Regions from separate parts of the Mus musculus genome. Here all the other regions are linked to region 1. The links are chromatin contacts, called in public Hi-C maps. All regions are on one chromosome and are shown on one strand. Each heading gives the region's core, a stretch centred on a gene start, on an enhancer-like site or on the middle of the called end of the contact. The rest is flanking DNA. Distances are from core to core; before and after follow the strand shown. Region 1 holds the start of A330008L17Rik (RIKEN cDNA A330008L17 gene). Region 2 has its middle 9.8 kb from the start of Gm23494. Region 3 has its middle 120 kb from the start of Gm23494.

Region 1 (4,211 bases), core at 703-3,202:
GCTGCGTGGCGCAAAGGGATTGTTGGGACCGTGCCCCCTAAAGAGGAAACTGCTTGCAATCTTCAGAAACCATGGCAAAGTTGAAAAGGCCCCTTCTCCCTCCCAGTTGCTTGGTTATAAGCTCTGCCCTTTAATTGGAGATGAAGTGAGCAGCTGCCAGCCTGATTTTCCATTACAGACTAATGTTGTGCGTTTACGACAATAAACAATTAATGTTGTTTGATTTCTTACGTTTAGCCATCCAAGCTAACAGCTGCCATCTCCGCTCAGGAGGCTAACAGGCTAGTCACTGTCGTGTCTCAAATTGTATGCCTTCAGGCAAGGGGCCACCACCACAAAACTTTGAGAATTTTACAGCATTGGGCAAGGTGAGGTTTTAGTCTTAGGAAGAAGGAAAAAAATCGGAGGAATTGTTGGATACCTGTTGGTATCAGCATCGGAGGCATCACGTTTACCCGGTTTACCAGGCTTGGCTAGAGCCTTAGGAAACCAGGGTAGGTCTCTTATGAACCTGTTACCACGCTGGCGGAACATAGCCAGGAGTCCCTTTCGCCTGCTGTCTGGCAGGGGCGCGGCTGGACCCCCAGGGTTGGCTAAAGCTAAGCACGGAGATCACTGCGAATCTTTATGCACTGTGGGCTCTGGGATAGGGAGAAGTCATTGGGTGCTTGGGAGGGCTGTGGATGCGGGCTCGCTGCTACTGACTGGTCTGTCTGTGGGTCCTAAGCCAGTGCAGAGCAGCATCTTGATGACTACAGAGTGGCTAGGTGGCCCCGGAGCTCCGCAAGTTTGCAGCTGGCACCGCGCCCCCGGGCTGGAACAGACACTTGTGGAAAATCCTGGCGCTGGGGCTTTCGCAGCAGAGCGGTAGCCCTCGGCCCAACCGAGGAGGTCGCCCTCCCACGACTAAGAGGTGGGGACATGCGGAAAACAAGGAACCTGCTCCTCTAGCCTCTCAACGCGCTTTCCTCTCGAGCTCGCTGCCTCCTCTGGGCAGGAGGCGAGTATTTCCCTTTCACCGCACCGACCCCGCAGTGAAGGCGCACCGCTGCAGCAGCGCCTGCCTGCGTCTCCAGGGTGAAACCGACAAGCGACTGCAAAGAAGGAACGGGTGGCGCGGGAACTGGAGGTGGGCAAAATGGGGCTCCGAGAGCAGTTTGCAAAACAGGTTAGGTAGAAGGCAACCCCATCAGCTACAGAAGCAACGAAAGGAGATGCGGCTCGGAGGGTTATCAGTGCTAGCGTTCCTCCATCCCCCAGGTGCGTATGGTGAGTGAGGGCGCGTGGGAATTCCTAAAGGAAGCAATCCCCTCGGCTCTTCCCCGCCCGGAGGCGTACGCGGATAGGGGATAGTACTTACTCAGGTCGGGCTCCGGGATGCGGAAAAGCCTCAAGACTCTGGGTTCATAAATGGCTGGAGGAGCTGAGGGTCAGTTCCCGAGAACAGCTAATGTCCACGAATCCCCGCGCGCAGGGTAATCTCCTCCGGGTCGCGTTCATGCCTCTCAGAGCTGTGGAGCCTGGTGCGGGGATGCGAAGCCGGCGCGCTGGGCTCTGCGTCCACAGCCTAAAAGTACAGCTCCGGTGTTGACGCTCAGGTCTATGCCCAAAGTGACAGTGGCGGAGCTTGGAGGAGGTAGGGAGATTCCAAATCCATCCACTAATTCTGGGCCGAGCGCTCCGGCTTGCGAGCCCGCCTGCCTGCCAAATGTAACTGTGAAGTGATGTGGAAAAGTGAGCCGGGTGCCTCCCCTGACGGATCTCATTGGGCAGAGCTCAGAGGCAGGTCTACCACTTGGAAATTCATGTAAGCAGTCCCCCACCCCGCCCCCTCCCTGCCTTGCCCCTGCGCTCTCCCGCGCTTGGTTTCCACTCCCTTTCCTCCTACCAAGAGTGCGCACAACTTTTCGCTGGTCGCTCACGAGCACGCCCAGCGCGCCTCCGCCGCCGGAGTCACCGGGTGAAGATGAGCCCTTCCAAGCTTTGCGCGCAGCCCGCCGCGCCGCCAAGCTCTTGGATAAAGACTGCTGGCAGATCAGAAAAGGATGCGCAGGAGGTACCCTCCAGCTTTCTCTCTCTAGGTCTCACCTGAGCCCCAAGGCTAACATTATCTTGAAAAGCATCTCAGACGCCCAAAGCTGGTTTCTGTGGAGGGCGAGGATGCGGCAGCGCGTGGACCATTCACCTTTTCCCTCATTCTGAAGACGTCTTGCATAAGGAATTGCATGTTTGCAAGACCACTGCCTGATAAAACTACTGGTTTCATGGGGGTGGGTCGATCAGTCCTAATGCCCTAGGGTTGCTACTCCTTTGGGAGGCGGGGGGGGGGGGGAAGGGACGGAGGGGGGAGATAAGGGACAGTAGAGGCAGTCAAGAGAGATTTGCAGAGAAGTGAATGGGCAGGAAAAGGGTAGAACTTGCTGTGGCCATAAAGAGAGGGTCTGGAAAGCTGTGTCAGAGTGGCTCTGACATGCTGCCCTCCCTCCCCCCTCAGGGGGAGAGTACTGTCCTTGCATCTCCCCTTTTTCTACCAAGTGATGCCCTACCCTTGGATTGCCCAGTCTAATGATAGAATTTCGTAAGCACTCAGTTGTTTTGTTTTTTTTTTAAACAAAACAAATCAAAATCCGCACCCAAGTATAAGCCAATGCATATAGGGGCCACAGACCCATAGACCCAGGTCTCTTTTCTTGTGGCCATCAAGACTAACACGTGGAAATATTCAGCGGCATCGATCTCTGTTTGTCATTTAAACACTGTGAAATACATGACAAATTAAACATCCCTTACCTTTCTTCAAAACTCTCTTCCATGGAAGACAGGGGTTTATCTGTTTTCTGACTCACTAGACTAGACGTGAGCTCTGAAGATGGGTTTTTGACCATCTGGGGACAGAGCTGCAGCAGAAGGGGTGCAGAGGAGCAGACGCACGGGCTGTGGAGCCTGTACTGTCTGACTCGAATTAATGAGACGCAGTGAGCAGAATGGAAAAATAGGCACAATATGCTTATAATACTTATGCAAATTTGGCTTTTTGATGCTGTACCTAACCTCTCACGGTAAAAAGTTGAAGACATTGGCTATCAGGTTATTATCTGTTTGATTCACATTCTCGTTACCCTAAAGAAAGAAACTTGGTAAATTATTTGGGTGGGGGACACTAAAGAAAGAAACTTGGTAAATTATTTGGGTGGGGGACACTAAAGAAAGAAACTTGGTAAATTATTTGGGTGGGGGACAAGGGGTATTTTACCCCTCCAGCAGTTGCTGTTTGTTCTCTATTCAAAGGCTGTGTTCGCTTATGAGGAGGCATTCTGGCTTTGGCTAATTCTGTCTTAGAAAAGAACAGCAGTCAAACTCAATCAAATTATAACTGCCGTTAGACTAGACAGTCCCAAGTGGACAAAGAAATAGATCACACCTTCGGTTGTGCTTAATTTTCAGACATTCATTTTCACTTTGAACAAATGGTCTGAGCCTTTCCTTGGGGTACTTTCTTACATCTAGGAGAAGGAAAAAAAGGTCATATGTTCCTGAAGGCTGCGGATTGTCACAAGTAACAAAGTCATCTCAAAAGAAAAGACTGCCGGAGAGAGGATATCCTCTGATCTAATTTTCCTAAAAAGTAAAACTCAGCTGACAAGCCGAAGGGATTCAGAATCCAATGTCACCAAGTTCAGTTATAAATTTGTTTCAGTCATTGAAGCATGTTTACTCTTGCAATATCAAAGCATGTTATCTTCACTAACTCTTGGACCCCTGAAATTTAAGGTGACCCTATCCACATCCCTAATCTCTATGTGAAGCTCTGCAGTTGGACTTTCCTGACAGTTTCTTAAGGGAGGTCTGGGTGATTAAGAAGTGTGAAAGAGGATTAAGATAATGTTAAAAGCCCTATCAGGATATTTCTAAAATAATCAGGGATGCTGAAAGGCAAAGGCATTTGTCTCTTTCACAATTCCACCCACACTTAATAGAATGCAGTGCAATGTCTTGGTGGTGAGACTGTACTTCCTCAAGAAGGTGTTTTCTTTTCAGCATACTCTCTGGAGTCACACAAGTTCCCCAGGAGGAAGATGGTACTACACCAGCTTTTTCTAATGGTGACCCAAATTGCTTGCCTGGTGGAACTTCATTAGGAAGGATTAGTGAGGAAAGCTTTGATGGGACCAGAGTATAATCGTAGGGCACAATCACATCCACAGACAAAA
Region 2 (4,211 bases), core at 1,206-3,705, 730 kb before region 1:
CTTCACAGAGATCAGTTGTGATTGAAATCAAAATCTACGCTAAAATTATCGACAAAATAAAGCGGTTAATTTGATTAAAACTTGAATAATAAATGATCACTGAGCAGAAGTCAGATCTTCCAATGTTATAGTTTCCATCTCGGAAAAGTAGCAATTCAGATAGATGTGTGTTTTTGCTGAAATCCAAAAACAATCAAGTGAAATTTTTGAGAAAGTTTTCCATTTAAACCTCACTTACCAAACATCTGCTGATGGCCTCCATGGTCTAACATGTGTTTCAGTTTGGCTGTCATTTGCCGAGCACCATAGGGCTTGCAGAAGATATAATTTTTAATAATAATAATGAAAATAATAATAAATAGTAATAAAGTTCAAAGAAAGAGTCTATCAAACTGTATCACCAACCTATTAGATGTACCTTTCTTTCTAAATATGAATATCCCATTCCAACCTGCATCTTTCACACTGTCCACCTAAATCATTGAAGTAGACTTTTGACAAGCTTTAGGTCCCTAATTGACACGTTTTACTGTTATAGCCCATTGCCTTGTGGACACTAAGGCAAAATATCTAAGTTCATAAGGTTGTACTTTTATTGTCTCTTAACCTGGTTTCTACCAAATATTTGCGTACAATGCATTGAGCTTCAATTCTAGTGTAATGTACAGGACAGTACCACATGAGGTTACCATTTTCAATACTAAAATGCAGATACAAATCCTTGTAACTATTGGTTCTTCTCCGTTGCTTCATTTGTAAAATTAGGTACTATGATTGAGCACGAGTATTACATTAAAGACACAAATAAGAAAATTCCACAAAACATTATCCTAAGTTAATTCTTATGGACTTGTACATGTATTCAAATGCATTCCAGTGTTCATACATTATACCTCATACATCAGTTGTTGGAAAACAACTGAATATGAAACATCAATATCATTTAACATGGGGAACTTATGGGCTTGTGAATGACCAAGGAAAGCAGCAGGAAGCAAGTAGACAGAAAGTAGAAGACTGTAACCTCAACCAAGCGCAACACATCACAAAATGTGATTGTGTTGCAAAATGTCTCTTCCAGCATTCTGCTTAGTTCTTGCGTCTCAGTGAAACACATAGAACTGGTTATGGATCAGAGATGATCTGGTAGGCAGGATCTTCCCTCGTGTTTTTGTTGTTGCTTGCCTGTTTGTTTATTTTTGTTTCACTATTAAAACCATAATTTCATTTCACTGTACAAAGACAATGTAATTCTCTGCCTTGCCCAGACAGAGCCAGGGCACCAGGTTTGATAGCATCCTCTTCCTCATTTAGAAATTAAATTAAGGACTTGTGGAGAACAGGTGTTGCTACAGATTTAGTGATCACTGTACTAGATTGAGTGCTTTGAAATTAGAAACTGGTGTGATTCCTTCTGAGATGGCATTGAGAGGTATCTGCAGGTAAAGGAAGATGGCCACCAATGGTAGGCAGTACATTTGCTTATCATTAATTTTTTTACCTTGCATTATCACCATCTCTAATATCTGTTTACAATTTTTGTACTTCCTTTCTCTGAAGGAGGAGCCATCCCTCTCTGAGTTCTGGGGCAATGGCTGTGACTAGTTCATATATATGCATCCTGAGACACTCCATTGCAGGCCTGAAGATGTTCTAGTGTCTGTAGGCAAAGATGAAAATTCTTCCCTAACCACTAATGAAAAAAAAAAGCAGATCATTTACATGTGCCAATTCAAATATGGCTTACGGGTAATAACTTTTCCTTGGACTGTGCCTTTATGATATGACATTGGGAATATATAGATCCGACTCAGAAAAAGCTCCACAGTTAGATCAACATGTCCTGCCAAAGTGCTTACTATTTTCAGTTGCCTCTTCTATACTCCTTATGGTACCTCACCATGTTCCAGCCTTCAATTCTCACGACAGCTATTATAGTAACTTCCAAAATGAGTTCTTGCTTTTGGTTTTGCCCGTATACCAACATTTTTTTTTTCTCATGTCCAATCCAGTGTTGCTTTTAAAAACATGAATCGATGGTACTAGACTTCCACGGAGATTCCATCAGATTTTCTGCATTACTTACGCAATATATCCCATATTACTAAGAGAAGCTATGACAGTCTGACATCTTGCTCTGGGTCACCCTTCTAATCATGTCTCCTGCTTTAGATCTATTCTTCACAATCTGGCAGTCTTCAGAGCGAAATTTATCTTTTGCAATTCTTTGCTCATGATACCTGATATTTGGCTGCATTGTAAAGGGAAATAAGTAAGGCAGTTAAAAATATATATACATTCTCCTATGGCAAATAAGAGTTTCTTACGCAACGGAAGGTTCAATCACCTTAGAGAGAGCAAAGAGCTTCTGTGTCCGGAGAGGACCGTCTTGCCAGTTTGCTATGGTGGGGACCGTTGCCTGCTGTAGTCTGTTGGCATCGTTCTTTCTCCGTGAGCCCTGGCTTCTCCCATGCGGCATGTGGAGAAGCAAAGCTGCCAATACATGCCGAACCCCAGCCTTTGGATCCCGTCCCTTGAAATAGTCGCTGCCTTGCAATTTTATGCCAAAAAAACAAATTTAAAACACAGAGAGAAAATTCTAAAACTGACTCACCCAAATAACTCCTCTAACTATTTTAGTTTAAGTGTAGTGTGTGGATAACAATGTCTTCTCCAGTCTGAGAGATACAGCTATGTTGGAGCTGAAATGAAATTATGGGCAAAGAAGATGAGAGAAAAGAGTTTAAGTCCTGAACCTAAAACTATAAATTTCTTTCATTTGTCAAATCCCCAACCACAAGACATCATTCTTTATATATTAGTTTTTGTTATTTTTTTTGTTTTGTTTTTTTGTTTTTTGTTTTTTTGCAGTGCTCTGACAAAATAATTGACAAACCAGCCTAATGAAAAAAGTGGTTTTTAATATCATCGTCATCGTCATCGTCATCATCATCATCATCATCAGGGATGGAGAGATGCCCAAGTGGTTAAGAGCACTGACTGCTCTTCCAGAGGATCGATTCCCAGTACCTACATGACAGCTCACAACTGTCTGTAACACCAAAATCCCATACCCTCAAATGGAAAGGCATGCAGGCCAAACAACAATGCACATTAAATAAATAAATAAAGGGCCATCCCACTTCAAATTATTATTATTATTATTATTATTAATTATTATTATTTTATTATGCTCATGACTCAAGAAGATGTAACCCCTGGTGGCAAGAACATGGAGTGACCTGTCTCATGGTATCCAACCCAGCAGCAGTGAGAGATGAATTAATGCTGGCATTTAGCTTATTTTCTCTTTTTAGCTTCTTGTTCAGTCAGGAGCCACAGCCCTGTGACGGTGCCAACCACTCAATATAATCTTATCTACATTCTCTTGTGTTTTCCTTTCTCTATTGTACCCTTTTGGAAATGGCCCCAGAGACACAAACCCAGGGATAGGTTTAGTAACTGAATCCTAACCTACCTTCACACTATATAAAATAACTTTGGAAATAATTTCAACCTTCCCCATAGCTTAATTGCATTCTTTTCTACAACAGATAAATTTGCAGTTTCATAGTGCTTGGTAGGTTTTCTTTTTCTTTTTTTTTCATTTAAAACTGAGTTAGAATGAAGATAGGAAGTAAATTGGGCTAGAACCACTTCTACTTTAAAGAAAATGTTTAAATGTATATCTATGTGTCTGATTGGTGAACAAAGAATTTTATGGGGTTAAGTACAGAAGCAGAAATGATTCAAGAGCAAAGGTATCTCCGTCACAATCCTCCCCCTCAGCATGGATGACAGAACACAAAAGCTGCAATGTAGAAACTCATGGCTTAGGACAGGACCTAGTGAGATGGCTGTGTGGTTGTGAGCCTGTAAGTACCAATGTTTGCTTCCCAGGACACATATAAACTGGCTCATCACTGCCTATCATACCAGTCTGAGAGGAACAGAAGGCCTATTCTAGCCTCTGAAGGCACCTGAGTTCACTCTTACTTTCTTACATGGAGACAGATAACATATTAATGAGTAAGAGCAAAATATATTTCAATAAAATAAAAAAATCATAAATCATTCACTGAATTTTATAATTCGATTACCATTTCAAATCTGGCTTTAGTAGATTTTACAGACAATCATCAATACAAATATTGTAAATAATTTTGATGTTTTTAGACATTTACTTATTTATGTATGTATGTACATGAGGA
Region 3 (4,211 bases), core at 1,009-3,508, 620 kb before region 1:
ATGTCTAAAATGCAGAGGAACTTTCTTCTGCCTTCATTTGAACTGTAATTTAGTAGCTAAAGTGTATGGGTTAACAATACTGAAGTCAAACTACTCAGTCATTAAAAGTAAACAGTAAGTACAAGGGTTTAGCAGTGCAGGATTTCTCTCTGTTGAGTTGAAGGTGGCAAACACACAAACGGTGGAACATAGCATCATCCTTACAATGAATTACAGTTGCAGACATCACAATATTCTGCATTTTTATGTTAATACAGATTCACACAGTTACATGAAGACAGGTTTGCACATATGCACTCATAAGTGTCTAAATTTTCACTTACACTTTTTGTATTAATGAGTCCATTTGGTACCTGAGAATGGCTTCCTATTGTTGCTTTTCACATTAAAAAATTAAGTCACCTATTAAAATATAGAACTCAGATATGGGCAGGGAATTTATAAGTGTACTTGGAGCATCTTGTAATGCTAGGAAGAAAAAACTACTCAAAAACAGCAGATATGTTGTCATTGTCTTTCAAAAACCTAATTGTCAATGAAAAGTCCTTCCCATGACCTGAACTGATGCAACTTAAGCAACAACTGTAGACCAACCAAATCAAACATAGCATCATACATATTTGAAAACATAAAATAACATTCATGTACAGAATAAATATTCCCAATTGCATATTGATATAAAATAAGAGATTAAATAAATGAACAGACACAGAAGAAAATTCATTCGAGAAAAATAATTTCAAGTAATGTATGTAGACTACGCTTAAGAAGACTTCTTTGTGCATGAACCTTCTTTGCTCATGTGGATTTTACAGGGTGAATGGCTTCCAGATTACTGCATATTGTTTAATAAAGATATCCTTCTCATTGTAGTGTCATTGTATCCTTCTCATGGAGGGAACAATATCATAGGATACAGGAAGCTTACAATGCTTGTAAATTTAGGAAGCTTAGACTGTCAGAAACCTCACAAGGTCTCCCTTTGATGTTTTATGAGCACTATGCTGCTTGTAAATTGGGCAGTGATCTCAGGGTTACAGCTATCACGTGTGGTAACTCATGAGCTTTTAGTGATTCAGTCAACCTTGCTACTAGAAGTAACTGTTAAGAAACTTAGTGGTTTGTCAATCAAGGAAGGGATAGAATTTGGAGGGAGCTGTTGTCACTCACTCTATGGAGTTGATTGAGGTGCACTCCCATTTTCGGAAGGAAAAAATCATGCAGTGTATATGAAAAAAAGAGAAAAAATGGAAAATATTTTGTGAAGACAACAAATGCTTCTTAGCTGAACAGAGTGATCATGGGCAGTGCATACTCTTGTTAATAACATGTATTCTGAACTTGTCATGCAATGGATGTTCTCAATCATGGTGGATTTTGTTCCCGTCATCTTTTAAGTAATATCTATTTGTAAGGGCGATACTATACTTTTCTATTAAAGGGATTTTTTTTCCCTAAAAAATTCCTAACCAATGTTCCTTCCCATAGAGAAGATGGCACCCAAACTTAGGAAAATCTCAAGCACTATGAAAGAGAAAATCGGGCTAAGAAGACTTTATGGCTAAATCGTACTCAATATTCTAAAATTCTAAATTAGATTTCCAACATAAAAGAATGTGGATGCAAATAAAAATCAAGAGTCCAAAGAGAAAGGATGGCTTTTATTTAGTAAAGAGATATTAGTTCTCATTAATTCACTGTAACAAATGGAGAGCATTACTCTCAGATATTCATCATGGAAGAATTGCATATTGGAAATGTTGTCTCAAAGTTTCTTCATTTTTCCTATAAATGCAAATTATTATTATAAAGTAATAACAAGTAACAAAGGGATTAATGGAGTTAATGTAGGAGGAGTTTCCTAGGAAGTAGTGTATTACCAAGTATACTCAAGAAAATATCTTAAGAAGAACACAAGAAGAAAGACACCGAGTCAAAAACTTATGCAATAGTAACGTGTTTGAGGAAATTCAATTGATTTAAAAATTACCACCAAATAGTAAAATGCTTAGAAGGACAAAAGTCTTCCACAAAGCTGGTTAGTAGGTGTGTTTTCCTGGTGAGCAAAACACAAGTTAAAGATGCTGAGATAAATTAATAACAAATCCCTGTTGCTACCATCCTGTGTGTTGCTTTTAAGCACTTTCAATGCTCTGGATTATTGATTTCTTGGAAGGCGAGCAAGGTTCACTTGTGTGATTTCATATGGGTGTCTCACAGAGGAGCCACTTCCACTGCTTGGGGGGAAGACCGCACAGTCAGTGCTTTCCAGCTGGCAGGATCTGCAGGAACAGAAGAAGGGATTGCTGGCAGTAGAGAGGGCAAAGCACTGCCAAAACTTCAGTTGCACAGTTGAAAACTCCATGTGTTTCCCATCACACAGCAATATTTCCACACCTCTTGTGCCATTAATTAAGCTCTCTTTATCCTCAGACTTCTGAGAAGGGACCCACATCTTCCAATGTAGTGATCCATTTTTAATGGGGGCAAGCTTGGGATATTTTTCCACTGGATGGTTTTCTCATGTTTATTTTGCAGACTAGAGCTGAATTTGTTGCAAAAATCCTTATATATTTTCTATAGCAATTGGCTTTCCCATACAACTGACTCTTTGGAGAATACTCATTCAAATCATTGAAGATTGGGTCCTAAATTACATAATCTTATCCATAGAATTTTATTTGGTAGTATTACTATTAGTTGACTGTATTAGTTATTAACAGACTGTGATCTGAATAACTGGGCACTCTAAGTTGTCAACAGCATTGGGTAATTTCAAAATTATAGCATAAATATACAGACATATAGTAATTTAATTAATGGCCAATTTGGACATTGTAATCATCACATAAATAGATTAGATAGAAAAAAGAAATTTTCAATAAGCACATTTAAAAAATATTTTGTTTAACACTTCATTTTTCTTATATTCCCTTGAATTTTTCCTCTGAGATAATCACATGTTCACAAAATGAGTTGAGAAATGTATGAACTTCTAGTACTCTTCCCAATGTGGACATATTTATATTATAATTTGTAAACCCACATAAATGTTAGCATACTCCATATTTTATTCAGATTTTATCTGCTTTACATGTCTTTGGTCTATTCTCTGTCTGTGTGTATGTGAGTGTTTGTGTGTGTGTGCATATATATACGTGTATCACTGTGTGTCTGTATGTGTCTCTGTGTGTGTGTGTGTGCAAGAATATCCATGCTTGCCCATGACTATTTTCCTCTTTTTTAATTAGTTCCTTGGGAATTCAACACTATGTTTATGATAATATTCATCCCATCTCTTAACTGTTCCTAACCATGAAACTTTGTATTCTCATTTTTATTACCTTTCAGTCCAATTTTTGCTGACCACATATTCTTGGAAGAGTAGCCCTTCCAATGCAGTGTGACCAAATTACCAGAAGATACACACTTTTTCAAAAAATTGCTATTAATAAAACAGACAGTATATTCACATAATATAACCTGCTAAAAATTTCCCTCCCCTCATCCATGACCTAATGAATTGACTGGTTCAACCTTGATATGAGGAGAGGTGCCTAGTCTTACTGCAACTTGATATGCCATATTTGGTTGATATGCCTGGAGGCTTGCCCTTTTCTGGGGAGAAATGGGTAGTAGTGTGTGGTAGAATAGAGGAGGAACTAGGAGCAAAGTGGGATACAGACTGCCATAGGGGTGTGATATATAAGAAAATAAATTCATGAATATATATAAAATTTCCTCTCTCTCTACAACCCTCAATTTCAGCCACATCCTCTCCCATCCAGATCTACCCTGTTTTTATATTTCAATAAAAACAAAATGACTTCTAGGATATTAAAATAAACTAAAATGTATAATATAATATAATATAATATAATATAATATGCTTAACAGAAGAGAAGAGCCTAAGAAAATGCAAAACAAACAGATATTGCCACAATGGACAACTTAACTGCACATTTGGAAATCTCATAAAAACAATAAACTGGAAGTCAAGGAGTATACCTAAAGGACCGAAAGGAATGAAAATATTTTCTAAAGTATGTAAATAAAGTAAAAAACAAAAAGTTTTTAAAAAAAGAAGAAGAAAACTCTGAATGGACATTTGAGATGAAGTACCTCTGAAGATGCAAGTGAGTTTATTTTCTTCTGGCCACCTACCCCTGGGCGTGCATGCAACCTATATTTAGACATAGTTTGTTTTCCAG

The links. Hi-C and Micro-C count contacts between places; a contact is called where the count stands out from the background.
Region 2: a Hi-C map of cerebellum shows a contact between it and region 1, with 2.4 times the contacts expected there. The contact joins the enhancer-like site here to the promoter of A330008L17Rik in region 1. A contact is called at or near these places in 1 of 39 promoter capture datasets (hippocampal neurons), 2 of 484 Hi-C or Micro-C datasets (cerebellum and cerebral cortex) and 1 of 115 datasets of contacts at active chromatin or transcription factors (embryonic forebrain).
Region 3: a Hi-C map of cerebellar granule neurons shows a contact between it and region 1, with 2.5 times the contacts expected there. The contact joins the enhancer-like site here to the promoter of A330008L17Rik in region 1. A contact is called at or near these places in 3 of 39 promoter capture datasets (cranial neural crest, hippocampal neurons and neural stem cells), 1 of 484 Hi-C or Micro-C datasets (cerebellar granule neurons) and 2 of 115 datasets of contacts at active chromatin or transcription factors (embryonic forebrain and embryonic midbrain).

The regions. Positions count from the first base shown.
Region 1 is chr8:99,414,722-99,418,932 of GRCm38.p6, forward strand. A330008L17Rik (RIKEN cDNA A330008L17 gene) reads left to right here and starts at 1,953. Exons shown (of 5, transcript NR_132435.1): 1 at 1,953-2,056. Cdh8 (cadherin 8) reads right to left here and starts at 1,750. Exons shown (of 12, transcript NM_007667.3): 1 at 1,361-1,750.
Region 2 is chr8:98,682,861-98,687,071 of GRCm38.p6, forward strand. No RefSeq gene overlaps it. Among named protein-coding and RNA genes, the nearest start is that of Gm23494, 9.8 kb to the left of the region's middle. Within about 2 kb of position 2,456, at least 9 of the 459 cell types and tissues checked have an H3K27ac peak or open chromatin away from gene starts, as enhancers often do. A contact at or near this core is called in cerebellum, where this site is marked.
Region 3 is chr8:98,795,338-98,799,548 of GRCm38.p6, forward strand. No RefSeq gene overlaps it. Among named protein-coding and RNA genes, the nearest start is that of Gm23494, 120 kb to the left of the region's middle. Within about 2 kb of position 2,259, at least 9 of the 459 cell types and tissues checked have an H3K27ac peak or open chromatin away from gene starts, as enhancers often do. A contact at or near this core is called in cerebellar granule neurons, where this site is marked.